7 separate regions of the Mus musculus genome follow, and all the other regions are linked to region 1. Evidence: chromatin contacts called from public Hi-C and promoter capture Hi-C data. All regions are on one chromosome and are shown on one strand. Each heading gives the region's core, a stretch centred on a gene start, on an enhancer-like site or on the middle of the called end of the contact. The rest is flanking DNA. Distances are from core to core; before and after follow the strand shown. Region 1 holds the start of Zcchc8 (zinc finger, CCHC domain containing 8). Region 2 holds the start of Ppp1cc (protein phosphatase 1 catalytic subunit gamma). Region 3 holds the start of Tctn1 (tectonic family member 1). Region 4 holds the start of Ccdc63 (coiled-coil domain containing 63). Region 5 holds the start of Fam216a (family with sequence similarity 216, member A). Region 6 holds the start of Cux2 (cut-like homeobox 2). Region 7 holds the start of Ift81 (intraflagellar transport 81).

What was found. Promoter capture Hi-C pulls out the DNA fragments that hold promoters and counts their contacts. Hi-C and Micro-C count contacts between places; a contact is called where the count stands out from the background.
Region 2: a promoter capture Hi-C map of pre-B cells shows a contact between it and region 1, with 2.9 times the contacts expected there. The contact joins the promoter of Ppp1cc here to the promoter of Zcchc8 in region 1. A contact is called at or near these places in 2 of 39 promoter capture datasets (liver and pre-B cells).
Region 3: a contact with region 1 is called in a promoter capture Hi-C map of liver, with 3 times the contacts expected there. The contact joins the promoter of Tctn1 here to the promoter of Zcchc8 in region 1. A contact is called at or near these places in 2 of 39 promoter capture datasets (liver and pre-B cells).
Region 4: a Hi-C map of B cells shows a contact between it and region 1, with 5 read pairs. The contact joins the promoter of Ccdc63 here to the promoter of Zcchc8 in region 1. A contact is called at or near these places in 1 of 39 promoter capture datasets (pre-B cells), 1 of 484 Hi-C or Micro-C datasets (B cells) and 1 of 115 datasets of contacts at active chromatin or transcription factors (pancreatic cancer cells).
Region 5: a promoter capture Hi-C map of pre-B cells shows a contact between it and region 1, with 4 times the contacts expected there. The contact joins the promoter of Fam216a here to the promoter of Zcchc8 in region 1. A contact is called at or near these places in 1 of 39 promoter capture datasets (pre-B cells) and 1 of 484 Hi-C or Micro-C datasets (B cells).
Region 6: a promoter capture Hi-C map of pre-B cells shows a contact between it and region 1, with 2.9 times the contacts expected there. The contact joins the promoter of Cux2 here to the promoter of Zcchc8 in region 1. A contact is called at or near these places in 1 of 39 promoter capture datasets (pre-B cells) and 1 of 9 other capture datasets (adipose tissue).
Region 7: a contact with region 1 is called in a promoter capture Hi-C map of pre-B cells, with 2.4 times the contacts expected there. The contact joins the promoter of Ift81 here to the promoter of Zcchc8 in region 1. A contact is called at or near these places in 2 of 39 promoter capture datasets (liver and pre-B cells).

The regions. Positions count from the first base shown.
Region 1 is chr5:123,719,789-123,722,488 of GRCm38.p6, reverse strand. Zcchc8 (zinc finger, CCHC domain containing 8) reads left to right here and starts at 1,445. Exons shown (of 14, transcript NM_027494.3): 1 at 1,445-1,766. The coding sequence starts at 1,559.
Region 2 is chr5:122,156,890-122,159,589 of GRCm38.p6, reverse strand. It overlaps Ppp1cc (protein phosphatase 1 catalytic subunit gamma), which reads right to left and starts at 1,315. Exons shown (of 7, transcript NM_013636.4): 1 at 975-1,315. The coding sequence starts at 1,029.
Region 3 is chr5:122,263,134-122,265,833 of GRCm38.p6, reverse strand. Tctn1 (tectonic family member 1) reads left to right here and starts at 1,374. Exons shown (of 14, transcript NM_001039153.3): 1 at 1,374-1,696. The coding sequence starts at 1,465.
Region 4 is chr5:122,130,555-122,133,254 of GRCm38.p6, reverse strand. It overlaps Ccdc63 (coiled-coil domain containing 63), which reads left to right and starts at 1,290. Exons shown (of 12, transcript NM_001384199.1): 1 at 1,290-1,334.
Region 5 is chr5:122,371,088-122,373,787 of GRCm38.p6, reverse strand. It overlaps Fam216a (family with sequence similarity 216, member A), which reads left to right and starts at 1,446. Exons shown (of 7, transcript NM_026883.4): 1 at 1,446-1,905. The coding sequence starts at 1,841. Gpn3 (GPN-loop GTPase 3) reads right to left here and starts at 1,280. Exons shown (of 8, transcript NM_024216.2): 1 at 1,132-1,280. The coding sequence starts at 1,179.
Region 6 is chr5:122,048,576-122,051,275 of GRCm38.p6, reverse strand. It overlaps Cux2 (cut-like homeobox 2), which reads left to right and starts at 1,425. Exons shown (of 23, transcript NM_001312908.1): 1 at 1,425-1,500.
Region 7 is chr5:122,613,246-122,615,945 of GRCm38.p6, reverse strand. Ift81 (intraflagellar transport 81) reads left to right here and starts at 1,402. Exons shown (of 19, transcript NM_009879.4): 1 at 1,402-1,508.

The DNA.
Region 1 (2,700 bases), core at 196-2,695:
GCTGAGCTAGTTCTTAGCTTATGTGGCTTTCTTGCTAAGGCTGGATGGGTCATCAAGTGATAATTACTTGTATCTATTTTTACCTTTATCTTCCTGATATAATTTGATAAAAAAAAATCAGTGAGTGGGTGTACAACTGAGGATTTAAAGTAGGAAGGTGGTGGTAGCTTAAGTCTTTAAACCCAGGACCTGGGAGGCAGAGGCTGGTGAGTTTGAGGACAGCCTGGTCTACAGAGCTAGTTCCAGGACAACCATGGGTACACAGAAGTTCCAGGTCAACCACGGGTACACAGAAAAACCTTGCCTCTGTGTGCATGCGTGCACACACACACAGACACCATACACACACACAAGCTTAGATTTCTGATTCTAAATACTCTTTTATAAGATTATTTTAAAAGATAAATAATTGATCTTTTCATTATAACTGCAAATTGTAGCCTGGTAGTACAAGAACTGGCTGAGAAAAAGTAGCTTGCTTGCTTACACTTAATCTATTATAATTTATTTAATTTTTTTTTTCACTTATAATACCTAAGACTTTCAATCTTGTAAAAGGTATGGTGTAACATGCTGGGTTTGGGGGGGGGGGTTGTTTGTTTTGTTTTTGGGGTTTTTTTTTTGCTTGTGTATTTATTATAATCATTCACTTACAAAATGTAGCCACATTGTAATCTTTGTACTACTTGGGAGATTTTGCTGGAAGATATAAGTTATGGGAGAAGTAATAAAGTTGTTGACGCTTGTTGAAGCCTTGCTTCACCGTGTGTGTGTGTGTGTGTGTGTGTGTGTGTGTGTGTGTGTGTGTGTGTTTGTGTCTGTCTGTCTGATTTACATTAATATCATCAACCCCTCCTTGGATCACTAAACGCGCTACAGGAGCTGGCCTCCAACAGAGACCATAACTAACCTGACATTATTTGTTACAGGTTATAATTTCCGGTGATTTTAACATGTGATGACGAAAATATCCATTCAAATCCAGCGGCATATGAAAGTAGAAACATAATAAAGGGTTTTCTGGTTTTTCTGTTTGTTTCGTCCCTGATAGGAGTTCATGAGAGTAGGCAGTGGAATAACTTCATTTTTCATTCATTTACAAATGAAACAAGCAAAATAAAGTGGCTTGTGTCTGAGAGCACATTTATCTACGGCAAAGGTAGAGTTCCTGTCTTCTCTTTTCGACGCTGGGGAACCGCACCACATTTTGTCAAAGCCATGTATCCGGCTTTGATTCCTTCAGCTTTAAACGCCTAACGGGGACAATCCATATTGTTTTAACTCATTCAGAACCGTTTTTTTAAAAAGAGCAATCCCAGTGTGCAACGCAAACAATGAGTCCCGTCGCTTAGAAACTACATATCCCAGAATGCCACGCTCTGTGGCCCATTCGGAAAGAGGCATGAGGGCGGCCTTGGCATTCTGGGAGTTGTAGTCTCCGTCCAGGACCCGCCCCTAGACGGCTTTGGAGGCCTGTGTGTGGAGAAAAGCCTCCAGGGAGAGCGGCTCTGGCCTCCAACCTTCGCCCCCTGCCCTCCAAGCTTTCCCACAGCCCAAGATGGCGGCCGGTGTGGATTTTGGCGACCTAGAGCTCTTCGAGGCGTTTGACCCACCAGAGGAGTCGACGCCGAAGCCCGTTCACACCCGGTTCAAGGACGACGAGGAGGAAGAGGACGACGACGACGACGAGAACGGGGTGGGCGATGCGGAGCTGCAGGAGCAGCTCCGGCGCTGCGAGGCCACCATCGAGCAGCTCCGCGCCGAGAATATCCTTCCGGCGCGATGGGCCGGGTGTCACTTGGCACTCGGGGTCTGGGTGGCGGCGGGCGGGGGACACGGCGGAATTTCCAAGAAGATTAGCATTCGAAGTCCTTCCTCCCGCGACCTGGCGGGCGGGCGGGAGTCTCGGTCCGGTTGCAGAAGCTGCATCCGCGGCCCGCGCGCGATCCCTTCCCCGCGAGCGTCCTCCAGTGCACACCACCCTGGCCCCCCAACTCAAAGCTGCTCTCAACTGTTGTGACACTGGAGACACTTCTCTCCCGGTCTTGGAGGTCACCGTGTTTTCTAACTTTGCGTGCCAAGCTCGAGAAGAGACGAGTCGTAGTGTAGTTGTGCGTTTGAAGGTGCGGGGCGTCGCAGCCGGGGAGTGGGATGATTTGTGGAGGGACGAAAGCTACGAGTGCCCACTGTGATGGAGAATCGGGGCGCGGGGGGGACGACCTTAAAGATTTAGCATGCGAAGAGACTTGCTAAATTGTCCAGATCGTTTTGATTTCTTGAGCTAACTTGCCTCCCGGTGCTCCGGGAAAAACGCGCCAAAATTCCCTTTGACTTTATTAACGTGATTATAACGTTTGTGGGTTTGCTAGTATGTTAATTTCCCGTTCTTAGGTAGTTTTGGTTCAGGTAACTTTCCTTTTGGAACTTAGCCTGAACCCTGAGCATGGTTGTTATGTCAACTTTTGAAGTTCAAGTCTGATTTTTTTTTCATGAAACCATTTTCCGTGACACACTTTATTATGAAAATTTATAAAATACTAGAGAGTTGAAAGGATTGTGTATTTCATATCCGTAGGGGTTCTCTCACATTCTTGCAAACATTTTGCTATATTAACTTTATCATTTATCTTTATGCTTTGACGTGGAAATTTTTCTTAATTGCTTCAACTTGTTCCGGGAACACCGCGGTCTAACTGAAAT
Region 2 (2,700 bases), core at 66-2,565, 1.6 Mb after region 1:
GACCATACTGAGAAACCCTGTCTTGAAAAACACCCCCCCGCCCCCCGGGGAAATGCCCAGATTTTAAAAAGACACCTTTTCCCTTTTCTGTCAGTGATTTACTTGAAGACATCTACCACCAGAATTGCGCAGCTGTCCACCACTCCAAAAGTATTTTGGGCCAAAGCAAGCTAGTGTCAAGAGCCCAAATCAAGGTTACTGGATCTTCTCCTCTTTAGCTTCAGCGGATGTTGTGGGATCTGTGATTAGCAGGATCCAGACCTATGTCAAATTTGAAATCTCCAAAGTAGGAAACCACACGGCAGAAACCCCCAAGTCGGACAAAAGGAAAGCTGGGTTTTTGTTTTTGAACCTCTCCTCAACCACTGGACATCCTGGGTTCCCACGGGGTGAACAGTTGGAAGGCGGCAGGTTCTCTCTAGGTTCCTAGCTACCCCGGGGTTTGAAACCTGACTTTTAACTGTTAATTCTTGGTCCAGCGAGGTCTTGGGAGTTTCTCTTGCGAAACCCACTTCCAGGATAATAACAACACAGCACCTACCTGGCGGGTGCTCGCTGAACGCGGCAGCGTCCCCCTGTCCTCAGGGACACAACAATCTGATGATCAGAGAGAGCCACACTGTCACCCGGACTGGGTCCGTGTGCGGATGCACGTTCAAGGGGGAAAGAACGCTGGAGGATGGATGGCTTTGAGGGGAGGGTGGAGGGGGTAGGAAAATGCAGGAGACGGACTCTCATCGCACTGGGACGTCGTCCTGCCAAGCCAAGTCCCTCTGATGAGTCCTTGGACTCCAGATGATAAATGTGAAAGCAAGGACAGGGGAGTGATAAAAAATAATGGGGTCCCCAAACCCGGAGGCGCTTGTATGCGCGCCCCAGATCCAAAGCGGCTTCCGAGAAAAGACCGGCCCCTCCACTGGGCCTGATCCCCCACCGGCCGGGCCTGCCCCGCCACCCACCCGCGCGCCGCTCACCTTCCAGCAGCCGTTGGATGATGCTGTCGATGTTGAGTTTGTCGATATCCGCCATCGCCGTCCCGCCGCCGACCCTCCCGCAGCAGCAGCAGCAGCAGCGGCGCCGCCGCCCGCTCGCCCCGGGGTCTCACTCGTCCTCCTTCCTCACGCCACGAGCCCCACGAGCGGTGGTGGCGGCGGCGGCGGTGGCAGCAGCAGCCGCGGCGGGTCCACCCCCCCCAGCCGCCCCGCTCCGCTCCGGGCTTCCTCCTCCTCTCGCCACTGGGAACCACGAGAAGAACAAGATGGCCGCCGACTCCTCAGGCCAGCCTCGGGCGGCGCACGGATGCGCGCGCGGGAGTGCAGCGGCCCGGCCGGGACTTCTTTACGGGCCCATAGAGCGCGCGGGAAGGGGGCGGGGCCGGCGCCGGGAAGGGGCGGGGTTTGAGCGCGTAGGGCGGGGGTGGGGCGGAGCCCGGGCGGAGACGGTTGAGCGCGACTCCGCCACCGCGCGCGGGATCCTTCCGCCAAACGGGCGGGGGAAATAGACCCCCTGTGGCGGGAGAGGGAAGTTGTGAAGTTGGCGCGCGCAAGTTGAAGGTGGACTTTGTCAGTCTGCTGCGCGCTGCGAGGCTCACCAGCTCCTTCCGGCTCTGCTGCTTGGGGACAGAAGTCTGACCGACATGGCGGGGTGGGAGTTCAACACTGAATCACCCCTCGGAGCCAATCTGGGGTGGGGTTGCTTGCCTGTGGAGAATCATAAAGAGGAGGAGGTTGGAACGTTGGGGATTCAAATACTCTGGCACATTGGTGAACAAGAAGAGCTAGATATACGGCTCCGTGGTGAGAATGCTTGTCGAGTATGTGTGAGACCTTGGGTTCAATTCCCAGCACTGGCAAAATTTCATAATACTGCAATAAAGCATCTACGATACAATATTTGGAAAAAAGAAGCCCCCAAGATAAGCCAAAAAAATGTTAATCCACTGTGAGTGGCACATTAAGTAATTTGTGTGAGCTTCTTGTGTGCGCTAATGCTCTTTTACATTTTAGAGAGAGGTTGGGAGAATTCTGTAAGGGTTGCTACTACCTATCTTTTGAATTATCTTTCTTGAACTCAGAAAGTTATATAATAATTTAAGAGATTTCCCCTGTATTTAGCCGGAGCTGGGTTGAATGAGCGTGCCGGAGCAGATAAAATGGGAATTTGCACATTTCCTGGGAGGTTGCTGTGCGTGCGCTCTGGGCCTCAGCGCATTCATCTGCTGCTTGCCTCTAGCTTCCTTGACTCCCCAGGGGCACCCCTTCACCTGAGGGGTCCCCAACTCTGCTGCCTCGCAGGCTAGCTGCCTATGGAAGAAAAATGCACACCCATCTGACCCATTTATCTCTTCCCAGTAGCACGCCAGAAAATTTACAAAATGTTCTCCCCCAGCCCCACCTCCAGTTCATGTTTCTCAAAGCAAGAGGGATGGATCTGAGGATTCCTTTCCATGAATGCCTTGCAAGGTTGTCTCCCCATAGAGAGACTCATTTTCTACAAGCTCTGTCTTCCCGTGGCCCCGCAGCATGGTGTGTGATGCACCCATCTAGATCTGAGCCCTTTTCCTGATGCTAGCCCCCGACAGTGGGGTTTCAGGATTCTCCCCAGCTCTCCTCAGCCCTCTGCTCCACTTTGCCCACTCACCAACTCATTGTCCCAAGCTATGGTTTTGCACACCATTACACAAATGGTCATTCATCACCC
Region 3 (2,700 bases), core at 125-2,624, 1.5 Mb after region 1:
CCGGTTTATATCCTTTAGAGCTGGAGTAACACAGGTGAGAAGCCACCATGCTGGTGCTGAGAACTAAACCCTGGTCTTCTCCAAGCAGCAAGGGCTCCTAATGGCTGAGTCATCTCTCTAGCCCCTAGATGGACTCAGTGAATTATGATGGAAAGAAAGAAAGAAAGAAACTAACAAATGAGTCCCCACTGTCCCCTAAGGCTTTCGAAATGTATGAGCAGATAACAGTCTACACCTTGAAGTCAAATGTCAGAAAATTACATTGAGGCTTGAGACTGGATAAAAGGATTTTGAGAACTTTTCACAGAATGATTTGAAGCACAGGGCTGTAAGACTTAAGGAAGGGCTGGAGAGATGGCTCAGCGGTTAAGAGCTTGGGCTGCTCTTCCAGAGGTCCTGAGTTCAATTCCCAGCAACCACTTGGTGGCTCATGTCATGTCTATGACTGTCTCATGGGATCTGATGCCCTCTGCTGGTGTACATACATACAGACACAACACCATATACAAAAAACAAAACAAAACAAAACATAACTAACCCTTAAAAAATACCTGAGAGACAGAGGCAGGTGGTTCTCCGAGTTCGAGGCCAGACTGGTCCACAGAGTGCATTCTGGGACAGTCAGGTCTACAGAGAGAAACCCTGTCTCAAATTCCTCCCCCATCCTCCCCCTACCAGTAAACACACACACACACACACACACACACACACACACACACACACACACACGATGAGAAGAACATTCCAAATGATATAATCATAAAGGCAGATATGGAGGTTGGATGCGGTGGTGCATGCCTGGCATGAGGCACTGACATAGGGCTGCCTTGGGTTCGAGATTAGTCAGGCACAGAGAGATCCCGTCTAAAAGAACCAAAAAGTTAAGAATTCTTTTGTTTCTCTTATCATAAATAAATCCGTGGACAGAAGTGCTCTGGCGACCTCCTGCGATGTATCCAAAGGCAAAGAAAGTAAAGAAAGTGTTACATGGGGTAAGAAATTCAATGTAACTTAAAGGAACCAAGTCACTTCTAAACATGCGCTGCGGGTCTTTTATTAGAAATACTCTCTTCTAGGCTCTGCCCTAGTCTTGACTGACTCCGAATTCTGTGAGGCTATAGCTGGGAATCTACATTTTTAAAAAAAAAAAAAAAAACAACCACGCAGCACCCAAAGTGTCACAACAGAAGTTTACATCTTCCGATTTTCTGAGGGCTCCTTAGAAAGAGCTGTCTCATACCCCGCCCCCACCGGCCCCGCCCCTCCTCTCCGATTCCGCCCAGGCCCCGCCTATAGCCTCGCCCAGCTCCCGCCCCATTCGCGGGTCTGACTTCAGGCCCCACCTTCTTCCGCAGACCAGTTTGGCCTCGCGAGCCCTTTCCCGTGATACCTAGCGCTAGGCTGTGACTGTTGCCCGGGCAACAGACGGGCCTAGCTCCCCGGCGCGGGCTACTCTGCTAGGCCATGGGGTCGCGGGGTCTCCCGCCGCTCCTGCTGGTGCTCCTAAACTGCTACACCTCTTCGAGCACCCAGGTCATTGCCATCCCGGCTGCGGCCACCCCAGCAGTGACGAAGGAGGATCTCAATTCCACCAAGGCCACCCCCACCACTCTGCAGCCCTCCCTGTCGCCTAGGACCCCGGGAACTCCCAGGGCACCGGAGCGCTCTGGCCCCAGGCCTACCCCGGTCACGGACGGTGGGTACAAAGGGGTGACCCCCCTGGAGCGGGTACACCAGCTCAAAGTTACCCCCTTCTCAGCCTCCCTGTCGTTACCCTCAGGGGGAGATCGGATCTCTGGCACACAAATGCGGAGGGCGGGGCTCAGTTACTCCCTTTTCCGCATCATTGCAGACGGCTGCAGTGGGGTACTAGATAGAAACCTACAGAATGAGTTGAAGGCAGTACTGGTAGAAGAAAGAGTGCTAAGTGGATCTTCGTCCTCTCCACGCAGACACACGGACATGGGCATCCCAGTTGTGTCTAGATTACTGAGAGCCCAGCAGATATTTTCAGGGTGATTAAGTGCGTTTTAGACATTTTTTACCAGCTAAATGGAGTTATTAAACACACCTGTTTCATCCGTATCTACTTACCGCTCGGAATTTGAAGCTTTGGCAACAATTCGTGGTTGTAAATTTAAACACATGAGGTAGTGGACTTAATTGCTCTCTCCCTTTTACCCATCCCAGTGAAGGGAGTATGGCGTTCTTTTAGTGAGTACGCGCAGTTGTCCATGGCTAGAGAGGACCTAGTCAAGGAGGAGCTAATTTGTCTTTCGGACTAAGAAAGCATTTTTCATTTATCAATAAAACTCCCCTTTCCCTTCGTGCCTTTCCAGAGCGTTATACCACTTTCGGGGGGAATTTTTTCTAAATCTTAAAAAAGTATTTTAAATTGTGTGTGCATATTTGTATATGTTTGTGAGGATGGGGTGGATATATATTGGCGCCCTTGGAGAACCGAAGTGGGGAGCTGGAGTTTGTTTGAGAGCTGGCTGACTTGGGTCCTGGGAACAGAAGTTAGGTCCTGTATACAAGCAGTATGTGCTTTTAACTCCTGAGCCATCTCCCCAGCCTGTTCTAGAACCATTCCAGTCTCCTGCCTTCGCCTTCTTTCCTAACTTTGTTCCTGACAGGTTTGCTAAGTGACCCAGACTGGCCTGTAACCTGACATCTTCCTGACTCTGCCTCCCAGTTGCT
Region 4 (2,700 bases), core at 41-2,540, 1.6 Mb after region 1:
ACTCGTAATTAACAGACTCGGGAAGTTCTGAGACGACTCTACCGTGGGTCAGAACTGTGACTCAGAGTCCACTCTTTTGGCTTCTAATAAAAGTCCTGAAGTTGCAGCTCCAGGTTTTCCCAGGGGCCGATGACCGGGGAGGGGTGCCCTATACTTACCCTATACCCGCAGTCACTATCTGAGGAGCTAGCCAACATTGTAGACCATCAGCCACTGGTCTCCCTTAGGCTTGCAACAGGGCTGCCAGCAACCAACAGAGGCAGCATATCTCCTATTTCCTTTTCAGCGACAGCAAAGCACCTTCCTCTTCTCTAACCTTGGGCTGTGGGAAGCTCCTCTGGTGCCTTTGAGACCACGACCAGTAATTATAAGCCCACCCCTGTGGCAGACTCCAGGAAATAATGCACCCCACCCCCGCTGTTGCCCCCAGACATGGTTTCTCTGTGTAGCTCTGGGTGTCCTGGAACTCAACTCTGTAGACCAGGCTGGCCTTGAACTCAGAGATCTGCCTGTCTCCGCTTTCCGAGTGCTGGGATTAAAGGCATCGATAGATCCACTGCCTGGCACCAGTTAGTCTCTTAACGTTCCTAGTCCAAGCATTGACTGGGAAGGATGGGCTGATTTGGGTATCTGACCGCCGTGGAGACTGTCTTGCTGTGTGTGCTGGTTCCATTTGTTTACCGCTGGCAGCTTTGTTTGCTCTAGGCTACACTGGGGGCGCACGCGAGGGGCCGTGGCGGGGGTGGGGGGGTGGGGGTGGGGTGGGGCTCGTTCTTCTTGGCAAGAGGGCCGAGTTCTGCACCCAGGAAGAACCGCGATGGGAAACCTTCGCCAGAGAGGCATGTTTCTAACCACTGCCCACCCAGTGGCAGACAGTGGAGAGCAGCCGAAACAGCAGGACCCGAGGGCAACTTCCAGATGGTGAAGGGCGGACCGGGGTAAAGTCATTGCCTAACCTGCCCCAGGTTTAATCTCCAAACTCTGAAAACAAGTCGTTTTAGGTCACTGTGTAACAGAAAGGAGGTATTTAATGGTGAAGCGAGAGGAAAGAGAGTAGTAACCCAGGGAGGGAGGGAATGGAAGCTGGCTTGGTGGCCAAGGTGGCCAAGGTGTTTGACACAGGGCAGCTGAGGGTAGCCCAGGAATGCGTTGCCCTGTCCCCTCTGGTAAAATGCGGGTTCTCCGTGGGTCCGGTTGTCTCGGCTGTCCTTAGAGAACGCGAGTCGCCGCTGTCACAAAGGCGCGGGTTCCAGGGCGGAGAACGCGGGGTGCGGAGCTGGCTGCCACTTAGACACACGAGCCGCCACTACCGGGAGCCGCGGGAGCCGTGGGTGGTAAGTTAGGGTACACACAGCGCCCCCTGCCGGGGATGAGCAGAGGTGAGGCAGGAACCAGCCACTGCCACCATAAACGCTCCCCAAACTCAAAGAGCTATATGTGCTCTCAAGCGACTGTGTATTTATTTATTACGTATCCATTCACTTACAGCACAGACTGACCTTGAAGTAAAGCTACAGCCAAAGATCTTGACCTCATGATCTTCCTGTTTCCACCTCCCGCGTCACTCAGGCCAGCACCACCACGCCCACCTTTTGTTTTCTTTTTAAAACAAATTGATCACGTCGTGAGGGTGGCTGAACCACAGCTCAGTTCCCCACAACACTAAGCACACAGTAGGCGCTTGTTTGTATGCCAAATCGACTTAGACATTCACACTGCCACAACTCTCATGATTTATAAGTCCCCAGAAATTTCATTTCAAATTGTCTCATGAAAAGTTCTTCCTGTCTGGTGTGATAGGACGCGATCCAGTGACATCTTCTGGTCTGGCTAAGCCTTGAGGTTTTGGTGTTTATGGTTTCTCTCCCCATGCTAGTATGATTCATAGAGCCCCATGGAACTGGCTGACCTAGATTCCCCAGGTTAAAATTCAGTTACTAAATTCTCTCCAGTGTACAACAGGAATTACTGGTCCACGGAAGTGGGAGGGGATTATGCAGATTAGGGGAGGGCGTGGCCCTCCCCACTGTCTAGATGGGGAACTGAGGCTCCAGAGAGCAGCACAGATGTACCTGAGGTCCGTTAGAGGCTGGGCAAGAATGTGAATGGAGAACCTGGAATTCCACATAGGACCTCGCAGTTTCTGGGACACAGTGGGCCTAACAACCCTTTGGGGCTTGTCTGCTAATGTCCCCACTCCTAAGTGCCTCTGGGCAGGTAGCATTCAAGTTCTGATATGATAAAATGTTCCTCTGGGTTGCTGGTTGCTGGTTCCTGATCCTAGAAGTGGGGTATGGGTGGGGTAATCACAGCGTAGGCAGGGTTTCAACTCTGTTGTGTGTGTGGGTGTGGGATAGGTATGTATCAGTGGGTAGTGCTGGCCTAGCCTGCATGAAGTACCGGATATGGTAGCACATGCCTCTAATCCCAGCACTTTGGAGGTGGAGGCAGGAGGATCAGGAGATCAAGGCCAGCCTTGGCAGCATACTGAGTTTGAGGCCAGCCTCGACTACAGGAGACTCTGTCCCAAAGTCAAAAAAACCAAAACAGCTCCATCAGGTTGATCATCAGAGGCCTCTGTGCCCCTTTCCTTTAGAGATGTGAGGAGAAGGGTAAGTGACAGGCTGGAGCCATCTGCCCAGGTCCTAATAATAAACTGGGGAGCGGAAGAAGTTCCGGTGCGATCGGATCTTGGGGGGA
Region 5 (2,700 bases), core at 197-2,696, 1.3 Mb after region 1:
CCCTGGGAAGGCGATGAGACCAGAGCTGCAGATCTAGATGCAGGGCGTGGGCTCAGGATGTTTCTTTAACACAGTCTACAAATTAACGTAGGTTACAGAAATGACCTCCTCCACGCTCCACGCTTCCTTTTGACAGCCTGTTCTCTCTACCTAGGACAGCCCCACCATACAGATGCACTGTAACTGACAGGTGAGCTGTGTACCTTCCAGATCAGATGACAGGCCCTGTGGAGTCACACAGCCATCTCTAGTACTCTGAATATTGTATTTATTAAATATTAAAATGATACAAACACCTCTATAGACTCTAGGCATCCCTCAAATGTCACCATTGCCGTTTCTACTGTGCTTAAGTGTCCTTAGCATCATTCTCTTAATATGTACACAAAGAAACACTGTATCACACAAAAAAAATAAATATAAAAACTAGAGCCAGGCAGTGGTGGCAGACGCCTTTAATCCCAGCACGTGGGAGGCTGAGGCAGGCGGATTTCTGAGTTCAAGGCCAGCCTGGTCTACAGAGTGAGTTCCAGGACAGCCAGGGCTACACAGAAAAACCCTGTCTCAAAGGAAAAAGAAAAAAATGCCCACAAACAGTGCATATCTACAAACTTATCTGAAACCCATACTCCAAACTTCTGAGAAAAAGGGAAGAAAAGACCCCATACTGGGTGCGTGGCAGGGGGCCTTGTCTGGAATTAGACAGGGGAAAAAAAACCAAAAAAACAAAAAGACCAACAACCCAGACTCAGATTCCGGGGCGGACCTAAGTAAGCGTATGATTTTGAACAAAATAAACCTTTCTGTGTTTGTAATCTGTAGAATGGGTATAGGATCAAGCACACAGAATGGATATGAAGACACCTGGAACGACCAGGGCAGTTCCTGGAGCAAAGGTGTCCTGCAGCTCTGTCTGGGTGCTGGACAGAACTGAAGTCTTTTGGGAGGACAGAACAAGCTCTTGAGCGCTCAGCCCTCTCTCAAGCCGCTCAAGAGCTATTAAAGCTGCTATCACTCCCAGACAAACAAAAAAAAAAAAAAAAGCAAGGTACAAGCAGAGAGCAGGAAGCCGTATACCCAGGGTTTCCCCGGAGCCCAGCCACCCACGCACCGCAGCTCCTCCAGGCTCACCTTCCCGCTGCCCGCGGGGCCCATGACGAGCTGCGCATATCGAGGCATGCCGCCTCTCCGGGGGTTTCACACACAGCCGACGGCCACACTCCCTTCAGCCTTCGCGCGACAGCCACGGCGTTCCGGGGAATGTGCGTAGGAGCCAATCGCAACCACAGATCGCTCGTTCAGCACGGGTATTTACTACACCATAGACTACGGAGCGTCCCCAGGGCCAAAATGCCTTCCGAAACGCGTGCCGTGCTCAGAGAGGAGGCGGGGACACGAGTTCGTTCACGCGTGCGCAGAGAGAGAAAGAGAAAGAGCCGAGAGCCGTTATCGGTTGGGCCTCCGGCGAAGGCGGTTGCCTAGGTGATAGCGGATCGCGAATTACGCTCCGCGCCCCCGGGCCGCAGCACCGGTGCTTGGGTTTGACACATAGGGTGACAACCGAAGGTCTGCAGGTCCTCTGAGGGTCTAGAATACTGAGGTGGATAAGGAATACTTGCTTTAGGGTGCGTGTGGATGGATTTGCCCTGACGCGTCCTTGTCAGCGAGAGATGCCCAGGCGCAGGAGCCTGGTTACCTGAGGTTCCTCCGCCCTCGGGTCTACAGCTCCAGGAACTCGGGTCTTCCTCCGCACCATCCGGCGGCCACTTGAGCAGGGTCGGAGTGGGGAGAGCCGGAGGCCGCCGACTCAGAGCCGGTGTGGTGCACGCGTGTGGACGGGATGCCGAGCCGTTGGCCCGGGGTCGCGGGGCCGCCCGCCTTGGCCCGGACGGAAGGCGGTGAAGGGTGAGGCGGCCTTGGGAACCCCTGCCGAGGAGGCGCGAGACGGGGGGGGGGGGGGGGGGGGGGGGAGCGGGCTCTAGCGGGGCTCGGCTGCCGAGGCGGCCTCGGAGCAGGACAGAGACTGAGCTTTCGGGCTCCTAACCTGGCGGGGAGCCGAGGGTCCAGCCGCCTCGGGCCTGGGAAGGTTTTAACTGTCCCCTAGATGGCTGAGGACAGTTGACTTCTGATATCACAGCTGGATGCCATGCTTCCCTGTCCCCCTCCTGGCCTCCTTCCTTAAAAAAATCAAGAGGCGGGATGACTGGGATCCAACTAGGCCCACAATCATGGCTCTTGTAGAATCTGAATCCGTGGCCATGAAATAAAAATATATTTATGTTTATTAAGTACATTATTATTAAATGTACATTTTATTGTAAATATATATTTGGTGCTAAGACTTTTTTTTTTTTTTCCCCGAGACAGGGTTTCTCTGTGTAGCCCTGGCTGTCCTGGAACTCACTGTAGACCAGGCTGGCCTGAACTCAGAAATCCACCTGCCTCTGCCTCCCGAGTGCTGGGATTAAAGGCGTGTGCCACCACTACCCGGCTACAGGAATCAATTTCATTTTTTGAAAAAAGTAAAAAGACCAGATCCATGATTGGAAACAATTAACAAACCAGCGTACTAGTTCCAGCACAACGTAATTGTTCTTTCCAGGACAGAAATTACTTCTATTAAAGAACAAGAAAGATATCATGTGGCTAAGTACAGGAACCAAGCAAACTACAGGCTTGATCTCACTGTAGAATTAGACT
Region 6 (2,700 bases), core at 176-2,675, 1.7 Mb after region 1:
CCAAGCTCAGCCATAAAAAGGGAATATAATTTCGGTTGGCCGTCCATAAAAGCTAGTCTTTTGACAGAGATGAGGGGGGGACTAGGCCTCTTCTTTTGGAAGGGAAGTAAGTGGGGGGGGTGATGTGCAATAGGGTGTGGTGTGGGGAGGTGGGCAGGCAAGGAGGGTGACTTCAGGGTCTGGAGGTTTTTTTAGGGTTTTTTTTAGGGGGTACCGAGGCATGATGGGTTTCTGAGTCCCTTCTTTAGGATAACAAGTTGGGAGGGCTCATAGAAAAGAAGAGGGATATGTGAAATACGCCCCCTTTTGGTCCAGGGTCTGAGGAACTGCAAAGGCCGGGACCTCCCCGCCCTGGGTTAAAGATCAAGGAGAAAGCAGAAACGCTATACTCAAAGGGCGTGTGTGTGTGTGTGTGTGTGTGTCCGTCCATGTGCGTTGGCCATGGTAATGATAACATGACACCCTGCCTAGCCCCCATAGTGATGTTAGAGGTCCGGAGCTGCTACAGCGGGCCTTGGAGAACCTCAACTGATCCAAGCAGCTGTTGGGGAAAGGCTGCTTCCGCAAAGGTTTCTCTAAGGACATCCTGCAGCAACATTCACTTCACGCCAGGGACTTGCTTTGGAAAGTTGTGGGGTGCGTTACGCCCACTAAAGAATAACGATCAGAGCCCTACTGTAAAGACGCAAAGCATAGACACACAGGTTCCCCAATAGGACTTCCTTCGGTGCTGTACAGCACCATGCTGGGCGCCCGGAGACTTTCCCACGGCTCCGGGGCGCCCCCTCGCGGCGGTCACCCGCAGCGCAGCGAGCGCGTGGCGCGCGGGGTTGCGAGGGGGGGGGTGGACCTCGGCCGGAGGGTCGCGCGTGTGTGCTCCGTGCTCCCCTCGCGCGAGGCCACGCGAGGAGAGCGGCCGCACGCACTGCAGAGAGCTCACTTTGTTCTTTACGGTCCCCGTCGCCCGCGGCCCCTCCGCGCTCCCGCCGCCCCCCCTGCGCATTGATCCGCGCGCGCGGCGCTGTCGATAAGTTTGCAAGGAGCCAAAGTCAAGTGCGAGCGGCGTGCGCGCAGAGCCGGGCCGCGCTCCCGGGGTCCAGCCCGGGTGTTGGCGGCAGCCGCATCCCCGGCCGCGCGCCCGCCCCCAAGATGGCGGCCGAGGGGGGACCGCGGGGGGCCCGGGGGCCGAGGCCGGCCAGGGCTGTACGGGCGACCAGGGGGCCGCGCGCAAGACGGCGCCTGGACTGGCGGCGGCTGCAGGTGAGCAGACCAGCCCGCCTTTGTTCGCTGCCGCCACGAGCGGCCGCCGGGACGCGGGAGCCGCCGAGGCGGGAGGAGCGCGGGGAACGGGAGGAGCGCGGGGAGCACGGAGAGCGCGCGGGCAACGCGGGGGAGCGGGACGCGGCTGCGCAGCCATCCAGCCGCCGCCGCCGCCGCCGCCTCCTCCACCGGCTGCTGCAGCCAGGACGCTCGGTGCTCCTCCCGGGCCGATCCCTGAGGGTTAGTCTCTGCGTCTTGTTTCTCCCTCTCTCCTCGGTTTTTTATCACCCCCTCCGCCTGCTTTCTCTTCCTCCGCCTGCTTTCTGCCTCCGTCCTTCCCACCTCTGTCTTGACCCCCCCCTCCCGCCTCCCCTCTCCGGTCTTGCTTTTCTTCCCTCGCTTCCCCTCCTCCTGCTTTCTCTCCATCATCTTGATATTCCCCTTCTCTGTCTGCTCCTCCCTCCCCGCCCCTTCCCCTCCATCCCAGTCCCGCGGCCCCGGAGCCCCAGGCCCGAGCGCGCGCAACTTTGCGCACCTGCCGCGGGGCGGAGCAGGTGCGCGGGCTGCAGCCCCTGGGAACTTTTGCACCCGCGCCCCTGGGGCTACCGGTTCTACCTCGCTTGCTCTCGCACCCTGCTCTCTCTGCCTTGGCCCCCCTCGCTCCCCTCTCCTTCTCAGGGGCGACACTCTTGGCAGCCCCAGCACTTTTTCCATGTTCCTGGTGCGCGGGCTCCAGGTGCCTCCAGGTTGGGATGTTTGCTGACCGTCTTTCTGAGGCCCTGGGATGGGCGGGGGGTAGGGGGGGAGATGCGGTGTTACAGTACCCCATTTGGCGACACACTTGGGTGCTCATTACGCCCGCAGAGGCTCCCTGCACCCTGCAGTCGAGCAGAGTCGCGGCAGGTGCTGCGATGGCCTGGGCGGGGAAGCCTTGTGGATAACCACGCTCTGAGAGCATTTTGCTTGGCCAGTGACATTCTCAGAATTCGTGACAACACGTCTGGAGATAAAAAAATAAATAAATAAAACATAAAGGGACCCACTTTCCCTTTTTAATCTGTCCGCAGATCTCGTTAAGTTGCTTCTGATAAGTGGCTCGCTCCAGCCCCCCTCTTCTCTGTCCCCACTCCTCGCTCCCCTCCTCCCTCAAAGCCACCGAGCCGGAGAGAAAATCGGGGCACTCAGGCATGCAGTTAATAACTGCAGGAGCTATGCAATTCCTAGTCCGCGCCCGAGTTGAGGTTACAGTTTGGTGGCCGGCTAAGATGGGCAAGGCTGTGTCCTATGCTAGACGGTTTAAAGGATGCTAAAGTGGCTTTGGAGGTGGGGAGCAGGGGCCGGGAGGGGGCAGAGAGAGAGAGAGTTGGGTAGCCACATTGGGCCTGGCACGAAGGCCAATGGTAATCGTATTCCCTGCTAATGTTTGTAAATGAGACCCGG
Region 7 (2,700 bases), core at 153-2,652, 1.1 Mb after region 1:
TACTTCTTACTGGCCTGCTTCTCCTGAGATTCTCAGCTACCTTTCTTACATCGGCCAGGCCCACATGCCCAGGGGTGGCCTTGCTCACAACGGGCCCGGCCCTCCTACACACAATAAATTAATGATGTAATAAAATAAAAAGCAAGGTCGGAGGTGTAACTCAGTGGTAGAGTTCTTTCCTAGCACAGGCTATAGGAGAACAGGATGAGGAGGTGGAGGAAGAGGGGGTGGAGCGGGAGGTGAGGTAGAAGTGACAAGCTTTCAGAACCGCTGTTAGAGCCTGTTAGAAATCTATTCAAAATCTCAAACACAGTTCAGTTAGAAGGTACCATTAGGAGCTTACATACCAGACTTGACCAGGCGTCTCTGGGGGGAAAAGAAAAGCTACCCACAGTTTGTTTCAGACAGAATAAGCAAGGTCTCTATGCTGTAAAACTGTTGCTAGGAATGTCTTCTTAGACTCCTCAGTGAATCCCACCAAGGAATCACAGGGTGAAGTCAGTTCCTCCTTTCGTCTGTAGCAGGTGGGGACACCACAATCTGTCTCTGTGGAACCTGTCTCTAGGTTTGTGTGCCAAGCGCCTTTACCAGTTGAGCTACCTCAACAGGTCATTTGGATTCTTTTTACTGGTCTTTAAACAGCGCTCTGTCTAATGGAGACATGACAGTATGATTCCTTCAGCCATCCCTGTCCCCCAGTAAACGTCACACATACTCTGTCATCACTGAGACATCTTGGTACATTTCTCTCCGTCCTGGGCTGTTTAACTATATTGCCTCTCTTTCCCCATCATCTCTGTGAGGACAGAACCAACCCTATTGGGTCTTGTTCTCTATTGCATTTCCAGCAGTCAGCAGTATGGAATGCCTAATTTATCATTTGTTAGCTTGAGGTTGTGGCAAGTCTGGTATTACATTTACTGTTTCTCCAAGGATGTCTGAGCATCTAACCTAGTTTTCAGAGTAGGCCTCCATTTGTCCCGGTCTGTCTCTCCTCTCCATGTCTGGGTCTCTCAATCCATAGTTTATAATTGTTCCATGCATGATTTAACCTGGAGATTCTTTCGTCGAAAACCTAAATTCGGAAACCACGCCCAATGCTTTCTGACCCCAAACCCTATCCAGTCCTGCTTCAAACAAGTCGCCCCAAGTTTGGTAAATAAATGAATGAATGAATGAAACAGCACACGCAAACAGCACAGGTTAAGCCCTTTGTCAAGGTGAGAACGGTAGACGGTTCGCAAAGGTTATTATCAGCAGGAGTCTAAGTGGGAATAACAGCCAGAGTCACCCTAGGCTTTCTGCAGAGGTTCGGAACCCCAGGTACCAGGGCCAAGCTTTCCAGCCCGAGGCTCCGCCCTCCGGTGTGCGCGCGCCCCCCTCCTCCCCGAGCCAGAGGAAGTGACGTCACCGCATGGCAACCGTTGCCAAGGAGCGGTCTCTAAGAACCCGCAAGCGCCCCAGTGCCTCCCGAGGGTGGGGAGGTGGTTTCGTGAGGAGGATTTGAGGTAACCCCCGCCAACTCGCGGTCGGGAACTCCGCGAACCCCCGAATCCCGTCAAGCTGCGCCCGCTCCCGGCCGGTGGCGGCAGCAGGGCCTGTCGGGGGGCGGGGGGTCGGCCGCGCGGGTCCCCCTCGGTCTCCGGGCGTCGCAGGAGGCCGTAGGCCTGCGCGCGCTGCCCCGGCTGGGCCGGATACCACGCGCGTCCTGGTTTTAATTCTTGCCCCGGCTCCCCCTGGGTGCTGCAGTGGGTGAGTGCTGGTGAATTAGCTCGGCCGGTTGCGCTGGAAGAGGGAGAGTAATTGCTTTTGCTAATTTTAGCGCGCAGCGCCCGGCGGGCAGCGACAGCCCTACCTGGTTCAAGAGCATCTCTGTCCTCTGAAAGCTGGTGGGGCAACGCAGCTCATTTCTTTTCTTAAAAAAGTTTGGAAACTTGGCGTGTATTAGTTGCGCATAATGGGTACCACTGTATTCACACATGCATACATATAGTGTATTCCATCACCCCATCCCCGTTTCTCGCTCTTCGCTTTCCTGCTCCCACGGAATCCATTTCCTAACCCTTCTCCCTTCGACTTTTTTGCCCCCACCTCACTCCCCTTTTCTTTTGGAGGTCCAATGAGTTTAATTATGGTTCCCCACCCTTAGCAACCATTAAGTTGCCTGTAATAATCGTGAGCCCCTCCCCTTTTCTTCTCTTGGCAACATTTTCTTGCTTATCCAGATATTTGGTTTGATTTTGTGTTTCTCAGAGAAGAAAAAGCCGTATGGACAACTTCTAAATTAGTTTAAATATATGTGGATATAAGGATGTGTATTATATTTTTACAGTTGAAAACTTGAGCCTCCCAAGTTTTTAAAAAGTAAAGATATTCTCTGTAATTTATTTATTTCTGGCTTGTTTTTTGAGACAATGCTTCTCTGTAGAGTCCTGGCTGGCCAGGAACTCACTCTGTAGACCAGGCTGGCCTCAAACTCAGAAATCCTCCTGCCTCTGCCTCCTAGCACTGAGATTAAAATTGCACACTACTATCCCTGAGATAGTCTTTATATATAAACTTAAAAAGAAACCTTAAATTTAGCAACCATACTGGTTGTGCCATCCTTTCTTATCTTTTAGAACAACTTTATTTCCTTCCTTCTAGCTTCCTTCCTCCTTTCCTTCCTTCCTTTCTTCCAAATGTCTTCTAAATGTAAGC